Linked DNA regions of Mus musculus: region 2 is linked to region 1. The links are chromatin contacts, called in public Hi-C maps. All regions are on one chromosome and are shown on one strand. The core of a region is the stretch at or near the end of the contact, and the rest is flanking DNA. Distances in the headings are between cores, read along the strand shown.

The links. A called contact is a pair of places that touch in the nucleus more often than the background predicts.
Region 2: a contact with region 1 is called in a Hi-C map of the G1E-ER4 cell line, with 2.3 times the contacts expected there. The contact joins the enhancer-like site here to the promoter of Amph in region 1. A contact is called at or near these places in 3 of 39 promoter capture datasets (embryonic stem cells and hippocampal neurons), 1 of 15 datasets of contacts at CTCF or cohesin (the G1E-ER4 cell line), 8 of 484 Hi-C or Micro-C datasets (the G1E-ER4 cell line, embryonic stem cells, nephron progenitors and 1 more), 10 of 115 datasets of contacts at active chromatin or transcription factors (astrocytes, embryonic forebrain, embryonic stem cells and 4 more) and 2 of 9 other capture datasets (embryonic stem cells and pancreatic islet).

What each region holds. Positions count from the first base shown.
Region 1 is chr13:18,946,785-18,950,514 of GRCm38.p6, reverse strand. Amph (amphiphysin) reads right to left here and starts at 2,164. Exons shown (of 21, transcript NM_175007.2): 1 at 2,014-2,164. The coding sequence starts at 2,082.
Region 2 is chr13:19,135,971-19,139,700 of GRCm38.p6, reverse strand. It overlaps Amph (amphiphysin), which reads right to left. Exons shown (of 21, transcript NM_175007.2): 18 at 1,959-2,165; 19 at 269-529. Among named protein-coding and RNA genes, the nearest start is that of Gm31887, 56 kb to the left of the region's middle. Within about 2 kb of position 1,605, at least 59 of the 459 cell types and tissues checked have an H3K27ac peak or open chromatin away from gene starts, as enhancers often do. A contact at or near this core is called in the G1E-ER4 cell line and embryonic stem cells, where this site is marked.

The sequences.
Region 1 (3,730 bases), core at 915-3,414:
GGCCGCTGCATTCCCTCCTGCCCACCACATCCCAGTGCCTGGCCAGGTTCAAACAGGGGACAGAACCCCTCCTCTTAGACCCTTGGTGTCTCAAGTCCTTTTTGCAGTACAACAAGCACAGTACATAAGCAATGGTCTCAGGGAAGAAAAGAAGAGACTTGAAGCCCTGTGAAAGGAACCATGAACTCTCAGTTATAGAAGAGTGGACACTATCCACAACTGCCAACATAATATATACATTTGGTTCAACGGTTCATACAGGCCAGGACACTGTCAGAGACATTACAGTTCCCTTCATTTGTTTGGACCATATTAACAGCTGGTGACCTAGATTAATATGTGAAAAAGCAGACCATATCACAAAATTACTTCACAGATGGAAAGCCGAGTCGGCGAAAAGCCACAGACGAAAGATTTAAGTGATTATGTTAGGGATGGGGGAGGGGGGACTACAAGTGGGTGAAATAAAATGTGGGGAAATGACGACAAAGTCTTGTCCAAATCTCGTGTTTGGCAAACATCTGCTATCTGGCTATTATCTGGAAAGCATCGGGGTGACGGAAGGGGACAAGTAGCTTGGCTAATTCCGCTTCCGAGGGAGTGGCAGGAGGCTCCTGGAGTTCAGGATGAGCTTGAGTAGATATTAAAAGCAATACAATCCTCTTACAGAGCTGGGAAGGTGCATGTGTGCAGGGAGGGAGGATTGCATACAGCCACTGAACCTGAACCTGGCAGAGTTCCTGCTCCTGGGCTCAGCCTTTGGGGCAGCTCAGAGTGGGGGTAGGTCGAACTTCTAAGGAGGGTAAGTGCTGTCAGAGTGAGGAATAAGGACAATCTGATTTCCAGAAGGAGAAGAAAACACCAGACATCCTCATCCCAGGGACAGAAATTAATGCCATACGAAGCAAATACAGCTCAATTTACCACTAGCCCAGGTTCACTTTCAAATACAAGGTTCAAGCTCCAGTACAAACGTCCTTTGCTTGGGACGAACGAAGACTTCATAGGAGGGTCAGATATAGTAATCAGGGACACTAGGAAGCCCAGTGCCTGTAAAATGCAGAGAGAGAGAGAGAGAGAGAGAGAGAGAGAGAGAGAGAGAGAGAGAGAGAGAGAGAGAGAGAGAGAGAGACTGAGACTCGACTATCCAGAGCTGGGCTAGCTATGGATAACATTCCTCCGGAAGAGACATAAATTACAATACCTAATTTACAAACACTGCGACCTCAGCGCCTCTGATAGGAGTAGGTTTTGCTGCTTCTCAAGCAGAGAAATAAGCATTTTGTGCAGAGATGTGCAGAGAACTCTGAGGTCGAGGTTGTTTGTTTTTGACCTTCCAGAGGGCATTGGCTTCAAAAACCAACACGGATACTTAGGGAGAAATGAGCATTCTCTGGAGCTCCAGTTCACCACTGTGCTAAGGTGTTGGTTGTTTATTATACATCCCATTGGTCCATGCACATCTGGGGTGTCTTCTTTGCTTAAGTCGTTCGTTTCGACCGACTTCACTCAAATAGCCACAACACCCCCACCCAAGAAGAGATGCGACAATCTCCCTCCCGGATCTGCGGTCGTGGACGCCTGAGCTGCTTGCGGGAGAGCTTGAGCTCAGGAGGTGCGGGCGCGGAGAGATGGAGGCGCCCAGGGACGTGGACCGCTCCGGGTGCAGCCAGAGAGCAACTGCACCTGCCACCCCTGGTCCCGGGAGGCGTGCCCAGGAGAGTGGCCACCCTGGGCGGGCTCTGGGAGTCTATAGCACTCAGTGCCTGGAGGGTCAGGGGTCTGCGGGTTCCCGGCGAACCCACTGCGGGGCCGAGCCCACGCTGCCTGAATGGATCCTGCCTGGCTGCAATCGTTGAGAGCAGAGACAGGGGAGTCCTCCACCCGGCGCTTGCTCGGGCTCCGCAGCGCGCCGCACCTGAACCCGCGGCCCTGCAGCGCAAGGCCAGCACTGCCATCGGCTCCCGCACCTCCTCGAGTCACCTGCCCCGCATCCCGCTGCCCTCTGCTGACCTTTTCCTGCGCGCGGTTGAGGCGCTTTTGCACGTTTTTGGCGAAGATGCCCGTCTTGATGTCGGCCATGGCTGCTGCGGTCCGCAGAGCTGGAAGAGCAGAGCGCGCAGCGAGCCGGCGGCGGCACCGAGGAGCCCAGGAAGAGAAGGAGGAGGAGCGGGGGGAGGAGCAGCTGAAGCGTGAGGAGCAGAGGAGGCAACGGATGAGGGAGGGGCGCGGCGACAGGACCGGTTTAAAGAGATAGAGCGGATGTGCGGCCACTAGGGGTGACAACGCCACTAGTGAGATGCATGGAAAGAGAAGTCAAAGGCCAAGTGTCCACCGTGATGGAGGAGGTGGTCAAGAAGTGATAAAGATGGAAGACGTTCCTCAATCCCAGGGCCTTGAGGCAGCTAGGGGTGAGAGAGGGCAGGGCTAACAGGACGTTTTCAGGGAGGAAGGTCGGAAGACTCTGATTCTGTCTCCCCAGTTAAAGAACAGGAGGAGGTGGGGAGGAGTCTGTAAGGCTCTAAATCACCAAATGACTGCCCCGTCAAAACACCTTGAGTGGAGAAGGAACGAGTCCATCCACCCTCCAGAGGCTCAAACCTGTGGGGGATGGGGAAGTTAGGAGAGGATGAGGCTGGAAAGTCCCTGCAGGGCAACTTGCCAGAGAGAAAGAGTAAAGAGATCACTGTGAGGCTTGCCAGTGGGAAAGGCCATGTTCAGAAGGGTCAGCTTCTACACACAAGTGCTGCACTTTGCCAGCTCTCAGACACTGTGGCACAACAGTTTTCCCAAGAAATGAGACCAGCAGTCCCTTTGTCGTTCTTTGAGACAAAACTCTATGTGATCTTGCTGACTAAGCCAACTGTCGCAAGCAAGAAAGGTAGAGACAAGACCTGAAGTGAGTATAACAAGTCACAGTTTTATTGTGTTGAGAGTCAACATACAAAGCTCACACTCTAAACTGCTAACTATGGTCTTAAGCCTATCTCTCCATGGTTGCTCATCTGTGCCACCAACCTTAGCTAAAGGACAGGTCCACTCTCTAACAGTAGTCTCTGGTTCAACCGGGGGCCGACTCTCCAGCCACATGACAGATCAAGGTCTGTCTTGATGTGCAAAGCAGAGCCTTGCTCTTGGTTTCTGCTTATATTCCATCCACTGGGCACCATCTAGGCCTGTGCCAGGTTCTCTTGAGTGAGTGATGTCACTGGGTTCTGGTTATCAGGTACAGCCTTGGGTATAGTGGAGTTCTTGACTAAGCTATTTTTCCATGCCTAGAAGATTTTTTTTTCCCTATGCTCATTACAATGGCTGTCCTGAAACTTGCTATGTAAACCAGGCTGGTCTCAAACTCATACAGATCTGCCTTCCTCTGCAGATCTGTGGGATTAAAGGTGGCCCCTTTTGACAGTCTTAACAGAAAGATGTGGTCCTCTGTGCACCTGGCAAAGACAAGGCGGCAAAGGAGCTCCAGAAGCCTTTGACAATGGGCAGAGTCTTCATTCTCAGGTTCATTCAGGGTTCCATGAGTAGAGGAAGAGAGGTGGCATCTGACAATCACAAGTCAGAGGTTGAGCAGGCACCAAAACAGGGGAATATCCTGCTCCCCTTCTAAAGTTACTTGGGTGTTCCCTTCGCCCAAACCAGTCCCTAGTATCACTCTTCTGTGAGCTATTGTTCCAGTGACTTGGGTATGGAATGATGCTGTTGCTACTTGACTGCATAAGAT
Region 2 (3,730 bases), core at 356-2,855, 190 kb before region 1:
CTTGAAAGGCCTGGTCTGAGTCAGGCTAATCAGACACAGCTCTGAAGGAGGCATGGAAAAGTACTATCATAGATCTTGCTTGCCTAAAACACGGGCTTCGGGTCATTTTCCCAGGAAAAAATCAGGGTAAAGGGAAAGCAAATTTGAAAAAAAAAAATACACAAAACGACGACGAAGACAACAACAACAGAACCCACACACTGGAAAACCAGAACAAGGTGCAAAGAGAACTCAAATGACAATGACCCTGAAGTGACAATACAAAGACCTTGTAGAGAAAGCCAGGAGGCAGTTCCTGAGTGGCATCCCCTGCAGACAGCGAGGCATCCACAGCACCTGCAGATGCAGGCAGAGTTGCCTGAGAATCCAGAGGCGTGGGCTCTGTAGCCACTTCCTGCTTCTCACCCGCTGAGCCCTGGGCAGCCACATCCTCAGCGGCCTCCCTCGGTTCAGTACCCGTAGCAGTTTCTTGGTGTTCTCCTTCTCCTTCATGGTTGGAGGCTGGCTCAATGACAACAGAAGGGATGACCTGGTGGGTAGAGAAATGGACAGCGTCATGGCCTGGAAAATGATAGGTGTACTTGCTCCTAGGTCAGTGTCTTCTCCCAGCCACCCACTTTCTCTGTCCCACTAACCCACAGTTCCAAGCCCACTAAGTTTGCAGACTGTAGACCTACACCTTGTGTTTGTCCTGACTTTTTCACTGTCTCTCTTGAGTACTAAACAATTAGTGGGAATTCTATCTTGATCCTTGAGCAGACACACTCCTGGAAAATGGGAGGGTCCTACGAGGGTTTGCCATGGTTGTTCATGACCGCCCATGTGGCCTGGCACATACTGACTTTGATTGCTGCAGGGCAACAGGAGGAGACAGAACCACCTCTAACTTCCTGTGTGTGCTCATCTGTTTCCTTGAAAACTGGGATAAGCTTCTATAAGAGAGGCCCTCTAGGGAATCTGAGATGCTCTAATAATGATAAACATGAAGTAGTGATAATAGTAATTCAGAGACACTACTTATACTGAGTTCCCAGCAAAGGCTTTGTAGGGAGGGCAATCACTCAAATAGCTCTATCATTTTTATCACACTCCTCCTTCCCTTCTCCATTATGGGTTTTCTCATTGTGGTGGTCTGAATAAAAATGGCCCCCATGGACTCATAAAGAGTGGCATCATGTGATGTTTGGAGGAAATGTGTCACTATGGTGGGAGGTGGACTTAGAGGTTTCAGAAGCTCAAACCAGGCATAGCAGCACACTGTCTCTGCTGCCTGTGGACCCAGAAGTAGAACTCTCAGCTCCTTCCCCAGCACCTTGCACCAATGTCCGCATGGCACCACACTTCCCACGACAGCTGTAATGGACTAAACCTCGGAACTATAAGCCAGCCCCAATTAAATGCTTTCCTTTATAAGAGTAGCTGTGGTCATGGTGATTGTTCACAGCAATAGAAACCCAAAGACACTCCTCATCTGTGCCCTTCCCCCAGCCTTGAGTAGGCTAAACAAACCCACACATGTTTTACAACCAAGCTGCAGTCATCTGGCCTCACTGCATTTGCGATTTCCTACAGGGGGTGTGAGGAGTAGACCACCTGCTGAGCGGGTTTTGCAACTCAATCCAGCTGAAACAAAGGATGGGAGGGGAGGTCTGTGGGCTTTCCCTATATAAACACAGTGCGGAATCTTAAACTTTGAGCCTTGATCAGAACTTTGTCTTGGCTTACCCTGTCCGTTTTCATTTCCAGCCCCCCTTCCAGGTAACACAGTTCATCCACAGCCATGGATGGCTACACTCATCTATGCTTTATTCCCTCTATCATGACTGAAGCTTCTTTCTCCTTCCGTGTTTCGGCCACAGGTGTAGGAAGTCCATTCCACACACAGGCAGCTACTGCCCAGCCAAGTAGGAAAGACCCCTCTAAACAGTGCTCTTCTAAGTTCCTCAAGGAACCCTTACCTGAGGAGCACCCGCTTCGGGCTCCACTGGTTGAGGGCTCTCACTGATTGCAAGCTCCGTGCTTTCCCCGTCAATTTTGGCTCCCTCTGGACTTCCTCCTTCTCCAGCAGGGAGGGCTGCCTTCTCTGCCTCTGCTTCCTCCACCGGGGCACCCTCAGTTGGCACTGCAGTTTCCACAGTCTCGCCAGTATCAGTTGCGGGAGGGATCTGTAAGGTAGAGGGAAGTCACTATGCCTGTGTCTCCACAACCTTCACGAGGCCTCAGGCCCACTCCATCATTCTTCCTTAACTGCTAAAGCCCTAGCACTGAGCTGCTTTGCCATAAACAAAATTCCAGGAGTCGGGCAGCAGAAACTGCTTATTCAGAGCACACTCTTCCTCAGAGCATCCAATGATATGGATTCAGTGTCCCTTGGTTTTCCCTGCAGCCACGTATGGTGGATGGCATTGAAACAGGTGACATTGAAAGTATAACAACGTAAAAACAGAATTCTAGGCCTTTAGGCCCAGGCTTGGGAATGTGGCCTTTGTAAAGGTATGCTAATCATAAAAGAGATAGCGACATTCCTCCACCCACCCGCTTCCTGGGTTCAAAGAGTGCTCATTCAAAGAAAGTCACCCTGGCCATTACCAGAACCTGCAATGCAAATGTGCTATTGTTAGAGGCTCTTAGAAGCTGTCTTGAGAGTTAACAATTACCAGGTATTCCTTGTGACTCTTGTAACTTTACACTTCCTTGTGACTCTTAACTGGTATCTTTGGTATCTTCCAACAACGCCCTCCCCACTTCCTTGAGTTTCTGGTTTCTTCCTTTAAATACCCCCTTACCCAGCTACTCGGGGCGCCACGGTCCTCTACCCCTGCGTGGTGTATGACCATGGGCCCGAGAGCGCTCTTGAATAAAAATCCTCTTGCAATTTGCAGCAAGACCCGTTTCTTGTGGGTGATTTTGGGGTGTCGCCTCTCCTGAGTCAGAATGTGGGGGAGCCCTCACATTGTGGGTCTTTCAACATATACCATTATTTAGAGGATATTGGTAATTGGTGGGTGGATCTTCCTCAATAAGCTATTGTGTTTGTTGTTGTTGTTGCTGCTGCTGCTGTTGCATGAAAGCAGATTGCAGTGGATTGAGCTTTAGGGAGCACCTGTTACAACACTGAAGAGACCTGGGCTCCTGTGAGGCCTGGCTCATGGAGAAAGAACACAGTGTCCCATCATGTAGTCACAATCACGATGGCTGTACTTTGTGATGTTCGCCACATCTGTGTAGATAAGGCTTCACAGCTGAATCACCTTCAGGGAACGGGATGAAGGTGGGGTTTCCCCCAAAAGAACACTAGGGGATGAGGGGATCAGAGGGGATCAGCAATACATAAATCCCCATGGAGCCATCTGCTGGCTAGGGGAATGGCACAATCAGACTTTGAGTCTTTACTAAATGAAGCAAAATTGAAAAAGTTTCCAGTAGTATTTAAAATGTGTGCTGATGAAATAAAGGGGGCACCGTCACAAGTTTTAAATTTGGACCACACTGGTTTAAAGTCTAACCTTTAATAGGACTCTAGTAATATCGGCATAGCAGACCTGAAGGTAGACTAAAAAGGACTACTGAGAAAGAATGCTAAGTCTGAGTTTATATAGTATACCCAGGACACATATTGCAAAAATTGGTCTAGCTTTCTGATGGGGTTAGCATCACCTGGTGCTTTCCTTTTCTGAATCAGCTCGGTGCTATTCATTGTATTAAGTCAGGAGAGCCATATTCTTGCAAG